Regions from separate parts of the Sus scrofa genome. Here region 2 is linked to region 1. Evidence: chromatin contacts called from public Hi-C data. All regions are on one chromosome and are shown on one strand. Each heading gives the region's core, a stretch centred on a gene start, on an enhancer-like site or on the middle of the called end of the contact. The rest is flanking DNA. Distances are from core to core; before and after follow the strand shown. Region 1 has its middle 200 kb from the start of PFKFB3. Region 2 has its middle 17 kb from the start of IL15RA.

What was found. A called contact is a pair of places that touch in the nucleus more often than the background predicts.
Region 2: a Hi-C map of skeletal muscle shows a contact between it and region 1, with 6 times the contacts expected there. The contact joins two enhancer-like sites. A contact is called at or near these places in 3 of 47 Hi-C or Micro-C datasets (retroperitoneal adipose tissue and skeletal muscle).

What each region holds. Positions count from the first base shown.
Region 1 is chr10:64,661,198-64,665,774 of Sscrofa11.1, forward strand. No RefSeq gene overlaps it. Among named protein-coding and RNA genes, the nearest start is that of PFKFB3, 200 kb to the right of the region's middle. Within about 2 kb of position 1,519, at least 26 of the 83 cell types and tissues checked have an H3K27ac peak or open chromatin away from gene starts, as enhancers often do. A contact at or near this core is called in skeletal muscle, where this site is marked.
Region 2 is chr10:65,003,028-65,007,924 of Sscrofa11.1, forward strand. No RefSeq gene overlaps it. Among named protein-coding and RNA genes, the nearest start is that of IL15RA, 17 kb to the right of the region's middle. Within about 2 kb of position 2,239, at least 5 of the 83 cell types and tissues checked have an H3K27ac peak or open chromatin away from gene starts, as enhancers often do. A contact at or near this core is called in skeletal muscle, where this site is marked.

The sequences.
Region 1 (4,577 bases), core at 269-2,768:
CTCCAAGCTAGGGTTGCCCTCGCCCTCCTCCAGCGGGGATGGTGAAACAGAGGCGGGTCCCACTTCTTTGGCGGAGAACCTTCCTTTCTGCTTGAGCTCCAATTTGAAAACGTGCCCCTCTTCCCCTCACTCTCATGCCACAGGCCCCCTGTGTGTGCCCCTCTCCACCACAGACCAGGCCTCCCAGTAACGTGTCACCTTGGTCCCTTAAAGCCTCCATCAGACCTCTCCAGCCTGCCCTGAGTTGGTCGTGTAAGGGAGCAGTTACATGATATACCAGTTCCTTCCAAGGTGCTAGTTTATATTTGCTATTTGCACCTCCCAATTCTTCCCTCCCCCAAAAGTTTCACCCACAATAGCCATAAGATTGGTTTTGAAATCTGTGCGTCTGTTGCTATTTTATAAAAAAAGTTTTGGGGGGGAGTTCCCATTGTGGCTCAGCGGGTTAAGAACCTGACTAGAATCTACGAGGATGAGGGTTTGACCTCAGGCCTTGCTCAGTGGGTTAAAAGATCCAGCATGCCACAAGCAGCGGTGTCTGGTAGCTGCAGGGCTGATTTGATCCCTAGCCTGGGAATTTCCACATGCCTCACGTGCAGCCCTAAAAAAATTAAAAAGTTCTTTTATATCATTTTTATTAGCTACACACTACTGCGTAAGATAGATGATTAATGAGAACCTACTGTGTAGCCCAAGGAAAGCCACTCAATAGTTTGTAATAACCCAATGGGAAAAAAGAATGGATATATTTATATGTATGACTGATGCCCTTTTTTGCTGTACACCTGAAACTGAGGCAAATATTGTAAGTCAACTACACTCCAAGAAACTAAAATAAAGGTGCTAATTTAGAATGGCAGGTACATTCCTCTCAAGTCCTGGGACAATGAGAGGGATTGGGGCAAAGGGGGAGTTTGCCCCAGGGCTCTTGCACATGCATCTGGGGGGCGGGGGAGAGAAGGTAGCTGTCGCCTGATCACAGGGACCTCGACAAGGCTCCACTGGAAGAAAAACATCCCCCACCCCACAGACTCATTGGTCCTGAGATGGGAAACACTTCCATCTTTGCAGAAGCATTTCCTTGCGGTTTGGAGCTAAAACACTCTTATTTTTTCAAAGGTGCGCTTCTTGGTGAGCTGACTCAGTGACAAGGATCTGACCAGCTATTTAATTAATGACAACATGTTGCAAGTATGGCCCAGAGCAGGGCCAGAGGCCACAGGACAGGGAAGAGGCAAATGCTGACCAGGGCAGCTGGTCGGGGCTGTCGGAGGCTGTTTGTCTGGTAGGGGGGTGGGGCCGTGGACACAGTGGGGTGACACTGGCACCTCAAAGGGAGCAGAAGGCCCCAGGAGCAGGCTTCAGGGGCCACAAGAAAACGGCTACAACTTCACAACTACGCCCGGGGGGCTCCGTCCCCTGGAGACATTCCAGCTCCCCCAGGGAACATCGAGCTGCAGAATGAATGGGTTTTGTTTGGCTTTGCTGAGATGCATCTTAATTCAAGAGCTTTTGCCCGAATGAGTCAGAAGCAGGAAAGTCTCCAGCCTCACAGCAGCTGGTACTTTTCCATCCCGTCCCGTCATTATATAACAGGGCACATTTTTAGAAACTTAGTTCTAGCTGCAGAGCCGTCTGGGCTAAACTTCCAACTTCCCCATCCTCAGACTTTCAACGTTCAAGAAAGGAGATGTTGGCATTTTTTGGGTTTTTTGCTTTTTTTAAGCTATCAAGAGTAGGAGTGGGAGAATAACGTATTCTTCCTAAACGTAAAAGGAGCAATGAGTTTCACACAGTCACTTCTAAATGACACCATCCTACCCCTTGTGCTTTTATAGGGACAGGATCAGAGAACCCACAGGTGGCTGGGTTTTATCTTGTGGCTTTCAGGGAAGCACCTGGGAAAATGCTCAGCTTGAAGATTTTAAATGGAGTGTCACATATGGAGGTAGAATGTTAGCTGCAGTTCATACTAGCAGGTAGATGACTGACTACAATTCATACTAGCAGGTAGATAATCATACTAGCAGGTGGTGGCTGACTGCAGTTCATACTAGCAGGTAGATGGCTGACAGCAGTTCCTACTAGCACGTAGATGGCTGACCGCAGTACATACTAGCAGGTAGATGGCTGACCACAGTACATACTAGCAGGTAGATGGCTGACCACAGTACATACTAGCAGGTAGATGGCTGACCGCAGTTCCTACTAGCAGGTAGATGGCTGACCGCAGTTCCTACTAGTAGGTAGATGGCTGACCGTGGTTCCTACTAGCAGGAAGATGGCTGATCACAGTTCCTACTAGCAGGTAGATGGCTGACCGCAGTTCCTACTAGCAGGTAGATGGATGACCACAGTTCCTACTAGCACGTAGATGGCTGACCGCAATACTAGCATGTAGATGATTGCTAGACCAAGGAAGTTTCATGGGGACACCTTGAGAGGACTGGGTTCCTGAAATAAGGAAAGACTGAAGCCAGAGAAGAAAAATGTGTTTGCAGAGATGGAGGTAAAAGGGCTCAGAGTCAAAAGCAAAACAGAGGCAGATACTGCCTCAATGACTGTCAGGTCATTTTGCACGATGACAAGGTACAAGGACCAGATCCCAGATCTCTTGTTTCTCACCTCTCCTGCTAGAATGTCCAGTCATCCTCTTGGGCCTTTTGTCCAAAACAGCCCCTTGTCTATAGGGACAGTTGTGACCAAGTCTCTCCAACCTAAGTGCCTAGGAAGGAAAAAACAACAGCCCGAGGCCAACATGTCCTTAATGCGAAGCCACGTGCCCAAGGAGAAGCTCTCCTTGTTTAAAGTCTGCCCAGCTGCCAAGGATCATGAAACCTTAGCCCCAGCCCCAAACCCTGAGCCAAAGCCAAACGGGAATGGAAAGGAGCAGAGGAGCAGGCAGAACGAAATGGGCTGTGGCTGGGCGGACATCCTCTGCGGGCCAGCTGCACCCCTTCCTCCTTGTGGCCACAAGCCCGACCTCCGGTGTGCACGCCGTTCCCCGAGGGCCTTCCAATTAGAAAATCAGAATTGTCAGCTGACCCAGTCCCAGCAACTCGGCAGAGAGCGCCAGCTTAGTTCTGGCCTGATATGCTTTTCGCAACTTGTTTTTGCAGCAGTGGCCACGGCGTTTCTGTCCCCTCCTCTTGGATAACCTTTCAGCGCCAGTGGAACCACCCTGCACCCACAGCGCCAGTCGTAGCTCCTTTTCAGATGAATGTGAACCTTGACCCCTGAGAGGCAAGCAGGTGGAGAAGTGGGAGGTGCTGGATGTAACAGGCTGCAGACCCCTGTCTCTGCTTCCAGAAGGAAGACAGTCTGTGTATAACACTTGTCCTGCTCCTCACTGGACAAGCCAGAGGATGCAGTGAGCAGCTGGTCATGCACATGGTAAGTATCTAGCAGCAGATGTACACGAAGCACTTACCATGTGCGGAACCCAGGACCAGACACGAGTCACCAAAGAGACCAAGATGGGGCTCCCCACCTCCACGCCCTAAAGACCCTGGCAGCCTCTGTGACAACCACTCTTCCCAACTCTGCATCCAGAATGCCACATTGACGGCTTGACAGCCGCCATGTGGGAGAATTTACACTGCAGAAATTGGCAACCATTTCCCACCAGGACTCTGCTCTTGCTGCTCTGGGTTCTGTTGTGTGTGTGTGTGTTTGTTTGTTTGTTTGTTTTGAGGTGCTTTGCCAACACAGCTCTGTAACGATGGTGCGACTGAAGGGCTAGAGCAGAGCACATTTTTCTGCTTCTACGGGATGGAGTAAGGCTTATGCACATAGGAAACGACATCCTGGTTGTGCATTTAAAGCTGAGCGAGATTTCACCAGGCAGCAGCAGAGGAACAAAGAACTTCCGACAGAACATAATAAATAGAGGCACAGGATTTTCTCATTTAAAAAGCTCTAGGGACTCAGAGAAGGAAACCAATACAATCCGTTGTGCTGCCCAGGGAAGCCTGCTGGGCTTCAAAGAATAGATAGGTCTTGGGCAGATGCACAGGGTGGAAGAGGCAGGGAGGAGAAAGGAAAAGGGTGGAGCAGATATTGTCATCGGCTTGGGCAGCGTGGAGCCGGGCTGCTCAGCACCAACAGGGAGGAGAGCCTGGCATCTCTCCACTCTCTGCTCTGACCTTGAAGCCCCTGTGGTAGAGTTTACATGTAAAGAAAAACACTGAAGTTGCACAGAAAAATCACAGCATCCATGTGCCTGCAAATCTCAAGGATGGAGAAGAGAATCTGTCTCCAGTTCGGTCGGTTCCTGAGCAGGGTGTCAATTTCCCCCAGTTTGACAGGATGTTATGCGCATCCCCCCAGCCAGGTGAGAAATTCCTTCCTTTAAAAGCACCCGCTTATTCCTTTCCTTCTCCCCCATAACACAAATAAGTGAGGGAAAGAGTTCTGTTTGGATGGTTTAAATGACAGTTTAAAAATTAGCACAAAAGCCTTCACATTAAAATGGCCAAAATCCAGAACCCTGGGGACACCCAGCGCTGGTGAGGATGCGGAGGGAGCAGGAACTCTCATTCATGGCCAGTGGGAATGCAGCAGGGTGCAGCCACTTT
Region 2 (4,897 bases), core at 989-3,488, 340 kb after region 1:
GAAATGAATCCCACTAGCATCCATGAGGACACAGGTTCGTTCCCTGACCTTGCTCAGTGGGGTGGAGATATGGCATTGCCATGAGCTGTGGTGTAGGTTGTGGACGAGGCTCAGATCTCATGTTGCTATGGCTGTGGTGCAGGCCAGCAGCTGCTGCACCAATTCGACCCCTAGCCTGGGAACTTCCATATACCACGGGTGCAGCCCTAAAAAGCCAAAAGAAGAAAAAGAAATGGCAGAGATGTTGGGATGATCAGATGGAGAATTTAAAACAACCACGGACAACAAGCCATCCTGACAGAGACTGCCATGCCCCCCTAAATCCACTCTTCCATTGGTCACAAAAGCCCCTGGTTTTAGTGGAACACAGCTAAGGATTATGTTTGCCAGGCTCCCTTGCGGCTAAGTGTGGCCACGTGACCAATTTGACCAATGGGACAGGAGTGTCGTAAAGTGAGCGGTTTCCAGAATGTGCCCTTGAAGAGAAGAGGTGTGCCTGCCCCTTCTTCACCTCTGCCACGGCTGACAGGTGGCCTTGATGCTGGGAGTTAGAACCACCAGTGAGAGAGAAACTACAAGTTAAGTTTGATGGGAAAATAAAACCAAAGGAGTCTGGATGTTGAGCACCAAGGAGAGACCACACCAGGGCTGCTGACTCTTGCTCTGTACCTAAGACACAGATACCCTCCCTTTAGGTGCTGTGCCTCTGCCCTCCTTAGAGCACATCTGTACCAGCATCCCACAGCCATCATCCACCCCCACCGACATCAGACATACTCGTGCCCCTCCCTCAAATTTGGCTCATACAGTCATATCGGTGTCAAAATATTTTCAATGGAAAATAGGACAAGAATTAGCATTCAACATGTAAGCAGGCTTCCAAGTAAATACACGTTTTCTGTTCCATAAACATCACCTAAAAATGTTTCCCTCTAGAAGGTAAACAAGTATATCTGAGGAAACGGCATCGATTCTCTGTACTAATTTGACAACTTCCTTACTCATCTTTAGAGAATGAGTGTAGTTCATTTGCAATGTCCCTGAAGGCTTTTCCAAGAGTGTGGGCTCAGATGGGGATGCTTCTGGCAGGTGGGGATTTCAGGTTAAGTCAGGAATCAGAAAGAGAGAGCTGCTGAAATGTTCAATGCCAATCTCTTTGTTATTTCATTCCTCTTTTGAAGGAGTGCAGTGCAAACCCGTGTCCTCTTCATCTATAATAAGTTATCCTTCATATATGAGTTATTCTACTGATTTGAGGGTAGGATCAGAGGCTATTCCATGTGGAAAAACAGGCTAAGAACTGCCTTCATGCAGTCAGGTAAGGTGGATGGCTAAGAGCTTTCCACTACTTGGCTTGGAAGGGAAAGTTTGGCTTCAGCACTTTAGACTACCTCAAAGGAACAGAACTTAAGAGAGAAGTTATATAGTGTTTGAAATCATCAGTGGAGTAAATGCCTTAGAGCAAAGTGGTGAACGAGGAAGCAGTACCATTAATCCGTAAAGAGTAGAAGATGCAGCAGGAGATGTGCTGGCACCTCCCTGTCTTTCCATGCCCTGTTCTCTACTGTTAGGGGCTGAATCTTTGCCAACTACACTTCCCAGATGCTCTTGTCCCAGCCGCAGGCTAAGGTGGTTAATTGGAAGTTCTAAAAAGAGTTTGGAGGACAGATGAAAAAAGAGAAGCCATACTCCTTCCTGTCTGCGTCTAGTGGCATCTCCATCAGCCAGAGATGGCTGTGGGCTCAGCAGCCGTGGCAGCCCCAGTAAGGAGAGCAGCAGTTGGCTGCCATTACAGGGTCCAAAAATATATGCAGTTACCGCAGCACCGATTTCAGGGGCAGCCAAGTTTCCTCCATGATCAGCCCTAAGAATACTCCTGGTCTCATGTAACATCACCTCCTCCCCTGGTTCTTCCAGACCTGGCTTCCTGCAATACAAACCTTTTCTGTTTTGCTACTTTAGCCCTTTGGACACTTCTGTAACCAGATCCCTGTATAAAATGTGTCCCTTAGGCTCCCATTTCTGGCCAAGATGGAGGAATAGAGACTAAGTTTAGTCCCCATTCCCAAAACAACTAAAAAATGGGGGGGGGGATGAGATAACACTTTTCAAGACATTGAATGTGAGGCAGTGAAGGACATTAATCCCTAAGGAATGAGAAGCAAATGAGGTGAGCCTATGCTGGCCCTGGCTTGCTGCCCTGAGGAAGTCTCAGGTGTGGGGCAGGGAGAAGGGGCCCCCTCAGAGACCAGCAAACGTGATGATTTGGAGGGGGGGCTGAGTGTCCAGGGAGGCCCAGACCAGTCACAGCAAGGACACTGAGGAAAGAGCAGTACCGGGAGTGAACCTGAAACCTGCAGGTTCTGGAAAGACTGCTTTAGTGTTCTTCATTTCAGCAGAGTGCTGACCATCCAGTGCATGAGAGGAAACTACTCAGGCCAGGAAAAGAGCTGCCCTAAAGAACTGGAGGAAAAACACACAGCTCACATGGGCGTCAACAGTAATACCTGATCGACCAGCCAGCCTGAAGCAACACCTAATCCCATTATTCATGGGAGGGCTCAGAGGGGCCACCCCTAGACTGCAAATCCTAATCCCATTATTCATGGGAGGGCTCAGAGGGGCCACCCCTAGACTGCAAATCCTGCCTGACACAGCTTCAAAGCAAGACCCAAAAGGATCAAAGCGTATCCAAGCAATTAACTGTACCCCGGAACTAAGCTCAAGAATGTTTACAGGAAAGTAAAAAATACCCAGCAGCCAGCCAGATAAAATCTATGATCCAGTCAAGATATACAGCTATGCAAATAAGCAGGAACCTGTATGACTCACAAGGAGTAACGGTCAATCAAAACCAAAGTGGAACTGAGAGAAAGGTTAGAATTAGCAGCCAAGCACATTAAAACAGCAACAAAAACTTTATTCCATGTGTTTAAAAAGCTAGAGGAAAGATAATACATGTTAAGTGGAGACATGGAAGATATTTTTTTAAAAGATCCAAATCAAATTTCTACATATGAAACTTTAAATCTCAGACTAAAAATCCACTAGATAGGGATTAACAGCAGATTAAACACTGCAGAAGAAAAGATTAGTGAACTTGAAGAGACAGCAATAGAAACCAACCAAAGTAAAACACAGAGGAGAATAAAAGACTTGGGAAAAAAAATATCTGTGACTTCTGGAAAAGATTAAAAAGAAACCATGTATGCAAAATAAAACATAAAGGGGGAAAAGACAAAACAATACAAAACAAAACAAAAAAACCCTAGCACGTGAAAAGAGAGTCAACATCTTAGGGAAATGCAAATCAACAGTACAATAAGATGCTACCTCACACCCATCAGGATGGCTGCTATCAAAAAAGAGAAATAGGAGTTCCCACTGTGGTGCAGTAGAAACGAATCCAACTAGGAACCATGAGGTTGTGGGTTCAATCCCTGGCCTTGATCAGTGAGTTAAGGATCTGGCATTGCCGTGAGCTGTGGTGTAGGTTGCAGATGCAGCTCAGATCTGGTGTGGCTGGGGCTCTGGCGTAGGCCGGTAGCAACAGCTCCGATTAGACCCCTGGCCTGGGAACCTCCATATGCCATGGGTGTAGCTCTAAAAAAGACATAAGACAAAAACAAACACACAGAAAATAACAAGCGGTGGCAAAGAAGTGGAGAAATTGAAAGCCTGGTAGACCATTAGTAGGAATGTAAAATGCTCAAAAAACTAAAAAAAGAGCTACCCTATGATTTGGTGATTCCACTTCTGAGTATATACCCCAAAGAATAAAAATCAGGGTCTCAAAAAGCTATCTGTACACCCATGTTCGTGCAGCATTATTCATAACAGCTAAAACATGGAAGCAACCCCGGTGTGCATCCGCAGATGAATGGATAAATGAGATGTGGTCTTTATACACAGTGGAATAGTTTCCAGACTTAGAAAGGGAGGAAATTTTGCAATATGCAACAACACGGATGAATCTTGACAACATTGTGCTAATGAAATAAGCCAATCACGAAAAGACAACCGCTGTCTGATTCTACTAACATGAGGTATTTGGAGGAGCAAAATCATAGACAGAAGGTGGAATGGGGGCTGTCAGGGCTGCAGGGGCTGGGGGATGGTGAGTCATTGTTTCATGGCTACAGCATTTCAATTCTGCAAGATGAAGGGAGTTCTGAAGATGGACAGGCTTAAGGCCAGGAATTCAAAAAGGGTTAAAACGGTAGATTTTGTGTTATAACTTTTCCTACCACAATTTTTTAAAGTACTTACTGTTTGATTCCATTTATTTTATGTAAACTCCTATAAAATGCAAACTAATGTACAGTGACAGAAAGCAGACGGTCAGGGGAGGGACAAGCAGGGGCAGAGAGGGGATTACCAAGGGGCACTGTATGGCTGTGGTTCTACAGGGGCAGACACGTCAAAACTTAGCAGTTGCGCCCTTCAAACATGTGCTGTACACCAATTAACCACCCCCCACAAAATTTTCTAAAAAGTTCACCCCTTTTTAAAATTCCTGGCTGGATTGCAGGTTTTTTAGGGGACTGGTCTCTGACTGAATGTCTTCTGGTCTCACCAGCCAGTAGGTTCTGGTGGGGCAAGCTGTTGGTAATAACCCATAGTTCCTTGTTTCTTGCCCCACCTGATAGTGTAGAATTTCAGTCCTGCACACACTCACAGACACACACACACACACACACACACACACACTAGCTCACTCAGACACCTTTGGGAATCTCCAGCAGCCAGCTGGCAGAACGGCATTTGCACTAAAACAAGTTCCACGTGCCCTAGACTCTCACTGCATCCTCCGTGAACCCTGCATCCTCCGCTCAGACCTCCAGCTCGTCTTAGCATCAAGTTCTCACTCACAGCCAGGGCCCGAGGGGTTCACCTG